2 separate regions of the Oryctolagus cuniculus genome follow, and region 1 is linked to region 2. The links are chromatin contacts, called in public Micro-C maps. All regions are on one chromosome and are shown on one strand. The core of a region is the stretch at or near the end of the contact, and the rest is flanking DNA. Distances in the headings are between cores, read along the strand shown.

Evidence for each region. Hi-C and Micro-C count contacts between places; a contact is called where the count stands out from the background.
Region 1: a contact with region 2 is called in a Micro-C map of ear pinna, with 5 times the contacts expected there. The contact joins the enhancer-like site here to the promoter of C13H1orf115 in region 2. A contact is called at or near these places in 5 of 6 Hi-C or Micro-C datasets (ear pinna, liver, psoas muscle and 2 more).

Annotation. Positions count from the first base shown.
Region 1 is chr13:35,105,955-35,108,654 of mOryCun1.1, forward strand. No RefSeq gene overlaps it. Among named protein-coding and RNA genes, the nearest start is that of MTARC2, 8.8 kb to the right of the region's middle. Within about 2 kb of position 1,322, at least 3 of the 8 cell types and tissues checked have an H3K27ac peak or open chromatin away from gene starts, as enhancers often do. A contact at or near this core is called in ear pinna, where this site is marked.
Region 2 is chr13:35,072,919-35,075,618 of mOryCun1.1, forward strand. It overlaps C13H1orf115 (chromosome 13 C1orf115 homolog), which reads left to right and starts at 1,378. Exons shown (of 2, transcript XM_002717500.5): 1 at 1,378-1,767. The coding sequence starts at 1,468.

The DNA of each region.
Region 1 (2,700 bases), core at 72-2,571, 33 kb after region 2:
AGCTCCCTGATAATATTAGCCCCTGGGAAAACAGCAGAAGACAACTCAATTGCTTGGGCCCCTGCACCCACATGGGAGATCTGGAAGAAGCTCCTGGTTCCTGGCTCCTGGCCTTGGTTTGGCACAGGCTGGCCATGGTGGCCATTTGGAGAGTGAATCAGCAGATGGAAGACCTCTCCCTCTCTGTGTTTCTCCCTTTCTCTCTGAACTCTGCCTTTCAAATAAACAAAGCAAAAATTTTTTTAAAAGAAGGTAATAATTTTTACAATACATGTGTTGTACAGTAGTAGATCATAGTTATAGTCATAGTCATAGTTTCTGGTCATGCAAAAGATGTTTTAAAAAACTCTCAAGTAATAAATAAATGGAGGGCTGGTGCTGTGGCATAGCAGGTAAAGCTGCTGCCTGCAGTGCCGGCATCCCATATGGGCATCAGTTTGAGTCCCGGCTGCTCCACTTCTGATCTAGTTCATTGCTATGGCCTGGGAGAGCAGCAGAAGATGGCCCAAGTCCTTGGGCCCCTGCACCTGTGTGGGAGACCAGGAGGAAGCTCCTGACTCCTGGCTTCGGATCAGCGCAGCTCCGGCTATTGCAGCCATGAAGGGAGCGAACCAGGCTATGGAAGACCTTTCTCTCTCTCTTTGCCTCAGCCTTTCTGTAAATAAATAAATCTTTAAAATAAATAAATAAATGGATGCATGAATAAAATAGAAGAGGACCTAGGAAATCAAGGTTGCTTTGTGGCTAAGCATGGATGAGGAACACTTTGTATGATTTTTTGGGAGCGGGGAGTATTTGGCGAGGGGGAGGCTGAGGGAAATATCAGCCGGCGTTTATTTTACAGGGGCCTTGTTTTGGAAAGGGTGGCCCCAAGCTAGGAGATTCTCTTCCCTTCCCAGACGACTGTATCCTGCTCGAGCCCTCTTTCTTCACTCCAGGCCCTGCACATGCTGCCCAGATGAAAAGAAAATCTCCCTGTAGCAGCCAAAGCAAACAAACAGCGAAAAAGCAACTGAACGCTGGGAGAGGAAGCCACACTCTGCATCCTGGCTGATAACATCCTCAAAATCAAAGCCACAAGGCACGTGGGCACGGCCACTGCAGGAGCCTGGGGGACACCCAGGGTCAGGTTAGCCAGAGGTGACAAGGGCCCTCAGTGCCATCAGTCCAAACTCCACCAACTTCGTGCCTGATATCAAAGGGATACCAAGGCACTTCCTGTATACGGTTAAGGCCTGGAAAGCTCCTTGGATCAACTATTTGTTAAACTGAGGTTTTACTCTACCTGGGACTTGCAGCTGGATGTCACATCCTGGCTATTGGAAGGCACCCCGCGGTAGGCAGTCTGCAGGGGCAGCTCTGCCTCCCGGCTCCTTCCTTCTCGTCTGTCCACTCCTTGCTTTCCTCCTCTAACCACACAGGAATAGACACCTTAGCCTACTTCTGACACCCCGCGGCCGAGAGGATCACCTAACCGGTTGTCTCCCACACAGCTTTACGGGCTGCAAAGCATTACTCAAATGTCAGCAGTAGTAGAAAGTGTGGCTTTATTTTTCCTCGGCCTCTTTGAAAACACTTGGCCTCTAAGTGGCTCTTAATCTCGACTCTTTACTGCGCTGGGTCACGGGATGTTGTTCCTCAGCACTTACACGCCAGGAAGGAAAGCACGATTTCCTTTCACTTCCCGGGTGGAAACAGCGCCACGCACTTCCTCCCCGCCCGTCTCTCCAAAACCCTGGTCACACCGCCCCCTGGCGGGAGTGCGGAGCAACTGCCTGGGAAAGGCTGCGCCTCTCCCGGTTGGACACAGAGGTCCGCAGGGGTCAGGTTGAACTCGGGGAGAGGCGACTGGGGCCCGGACAAGCGGGATGATGCCTAAAGAGGGCAGGCTGCAATCACGTCCACTTGATTTCTGTTCCACAGAATACAGAGCAGATAGCTTGAATTTTTAAGGCAAGCCGGTAACTTGCAGACTGAACCAACTGAATAAGCCAAACAAAACAATTTGAGTACTGGTGTTTGGGGCTGCAAAGCCATAAGGAAGTCTTGATTTCTTGTGTAAAAGATGAAACACTGATAATAGCTAATCCTGACACGTAATTGAGCAACAATCTTAGTAACTGAGAGTATTTTATGTAACATAAAAATCACAACTGAGAATATTTTATAAGGACAATAAGAGAACAAGCTAAAAAAAAAGAATAACTTATTCAATTGCTTCTGAGATTTTTCTATTTGTATTTGCTTGCTAGATACTGATTTTACTTCTTGTATGAACCAGCAGAAACTAAATGTTTTCAGTAAAAATTATGAAATAAGAATATTTATTCTTCCAAGTTAACTTTTTTCTGTTATCTGGGGAAAAATCAATTTTCCTAAAGGACTGTATTCACCAGCTTCCAGAATACGTTCATAAGAGTGTGGGAAAATAATTCTCATCTGGAAGACGGCACGCAACCCTCCACACTTAGCTCTCATCTGTTAGCTTCCCCTCCTGTGGTTGCCAAGGCTGCCCCAGTCTTTCTACCGAACCCTTCCCCTCCTAGAACGTTTCAGGCCTTTGCAGGAAGTTGTATTTCTCCTTGAAGAATGAGTCTTCCTCTCAGGTCCATTTCTGAAGTGCCTACACTCTTCAAAACCCAGGTTACGTGCACGTCATCTCCCACCAGCCTGCAGGCAGAGTATATAGCCCAGCTCCCA
Region 2 (2,700 bases), core at 128-2,627:
AGGCAGAGAGAGAGAGAGAGAGATCTTCTATCCATTGATTGACCAAATGACTGCAACAGGAGTTGGTAACTCAATCCAGGTCAGCAACTCATAAAAATAGTAAATTCATTCTCATATCCCTTTCACCTTGAATTGAGCTGAAGTAAATTATATTTTATGTATAAATTGCAAATATATTTAACATAATTCATATAATACATGACAAAGTCTAAATCAATTGATTGCCCATTTTAAGTTAGAGTCACAAAACTAATTTTATATTCTAATATGCCAAATTGTCATAGACATTTTATGTCTATCAGCCTATTCAAATTACTCTTAAACTTGCCACAAACTTTAATGGTAAAATATTAATAAATTAATAACCTAGATTATTTATACTAATTCTATCTTCCCAGAATCCAAAGACATTTACTCACCCATAAGAAAACAAAGCATTCAAGGCATGCTGAGGGTCACAGTTCGCTGAACAGTCTTATCTTCCTAACATTCCTGGAAATCGCAATTTTCATGATTGCGTCCTATGCTGTTATGTGAATGCATAACGATTTATCTAGCCTCCCTCACTTTCTCACCAAGAGTCAAACTGTGATGAACACTGGGGCCACTCTACTTGGCCTTTCTGAGTATTTCCCTGGGAAAGGCGCCTGGAAGGCTATGAACGCTTTGCAGGACTCTTGATAGGAGTCTTCAGGTCTCCTTTACAAAAGCTTGCCCAGGAGTCGCACCCTCGTGAACAGTGCCTCAGGACCACCTCACCATGCCCTCACCAGCACTGAACATATTTTTTTATTTACTCATTTGGGAATCGGAGTTACAGAGAGAGGAATACACACACACACACACACACACAGAGAGAGAGAGACCTTCCATCCACTGGTTCACTCCCTGGACGGCTGCAAAGACCCAGGCCAAAGCTCGGAGCCAGGAGTTAGGAGCTTCTGGGTCTCCCGCGTCGGTGCAGGTGCCGAAGCACTTCGGCCATCCTCCCGCTGCCTTCCCCAGCGCACTAGAAGGGAGCTGGATCGGAAGTGAAGCAGTTGGGACTCGAACAGTCAACCATGTGGGATACTGGCTTGGCAAGTGGTAGCTCAACCTGTTGTGCCACAATGACCACCCCTGAATGTAATCTGTATTAGTCATCATCTTGTCTGTCAGTTTGATCGTTGGCAAATGGAGTTCCGTTGTTAGCTGGGGGTCACTGATGAGTTGCAGGTGTGGTTGCAAGAGTTTGTGTGTTCCTAACTCATGTCGCTTTCCACCAGTGGACGAGATGCTCTGTTGGCCAACAGCTGGGATGCGGCCGGCTGGGCCCCCGAGTGCACCTGCCGCAGTCCCGGACCCCACGGCCAGAGGGCGCTGCGACCCCTAAGCGCCCAACCCCGTTGGGGCTGGGGCGGAGGAGCGGGCAGGGAGCAAAGGTTGGCGTCTTCGTGCTGAGAGTTTCGCCAGAGAAGTGTCGGAATCATGACGGTGGGAGCCAGGCTCCGAAACAAGGCGGCGCGCACCTTCCCGCGCCGCGGGCCCCGAGGGCGACGGCAGACGGACGGGGACGAGGAGGCGGATGCCATCCTGGAGCACCTGGAGTGCGGGGACGAGGCGGCCGAGAGCGGCGCGAGCGAGGAGAGTGAGCCGCGCCCGGGGGCCCGGAGCGCGCGTAGGGTGCACCTTGCTGGCCTGCCAGAGCGCTATGAACCGCTAGAGGAGGCGACGCAGGGCGACAAGCCCAAGAAGAGGTACCGGCAAAAGCTGAAGAAGTATGGCAAGGTAGGGCAGTGCGCCTGCACCCCCGCGGGGTCTTGGCTCATCTCGGGTTGGGGACTCCCGAGGAACCGGCTGGGTGTCGGGAGATGGTCCCCACCGTCGGCCCCAGAAGAGCCGCCCTGCGCTGCACCTGCGTGCCGCCCCAGTCCCATTTCTGCTCCCAGCCACGGGCAAGTCCGGGTGGACACTGGCACGGGCTCGGGTCAGTAGCGTTCTCAAGGGGGGATCTTGCCGCTCTAGTTCGCTGATCAACCAGGCAGGACAGGAATGGTGTCCCCGGACAGATGGGAACGCTGGCGCTTCATCGCAGCTAGGTGACTTGGAGGTGACCCAGTTGGAAAGTGAGGAGTGGCAGCCTAGTTTATGTTCTCTGCCAACATCCCCTTCAGGATAACCCACTAGCTCAGAAATGTTTGGACTGTCTTTCCCAGTGCTCTCAGGGTTATTTCTGGGGCCTGGGAGCTCAATAAATGCATAAATAACCTGTTGAACCTACTTTTCTCTTCTAGCCAGCGACAAGGGGTGGGGGCCGAGAGAGACCCAGAGACCCTTGACCTGGATGAATCACAGAGGTCTTTGTGTCCTGGCCCAAGGCCCTGGGCGCCACCTGATTATTGTCTGTTATTTGTGCTCCTCGGTGTCCTCCTATTCAACCTGAAGCCATTCGCTCTCCACACCTGGAGCTTAGGTTCATCAGGCTCTTTAAAGTGTGATCGCAGCTTTCAGAGTGGCTCCCAAGTCAGCAGAGGTGAAATGCCCTAACAAAAACCATAGAGTTGGGACTTCAAGGCTTAAGGCAATGCTAGGACTAATCCTGTCACTTCCCGGTCCCAACTGAGCCTAAAGAAGCCATCATTGGCCTCTCAGCTGGTGCATTGATAATGCAGAAACTCAGCTCAGGGACCGCACTCGAAGATAGCTTGGGGCCCTCACTAT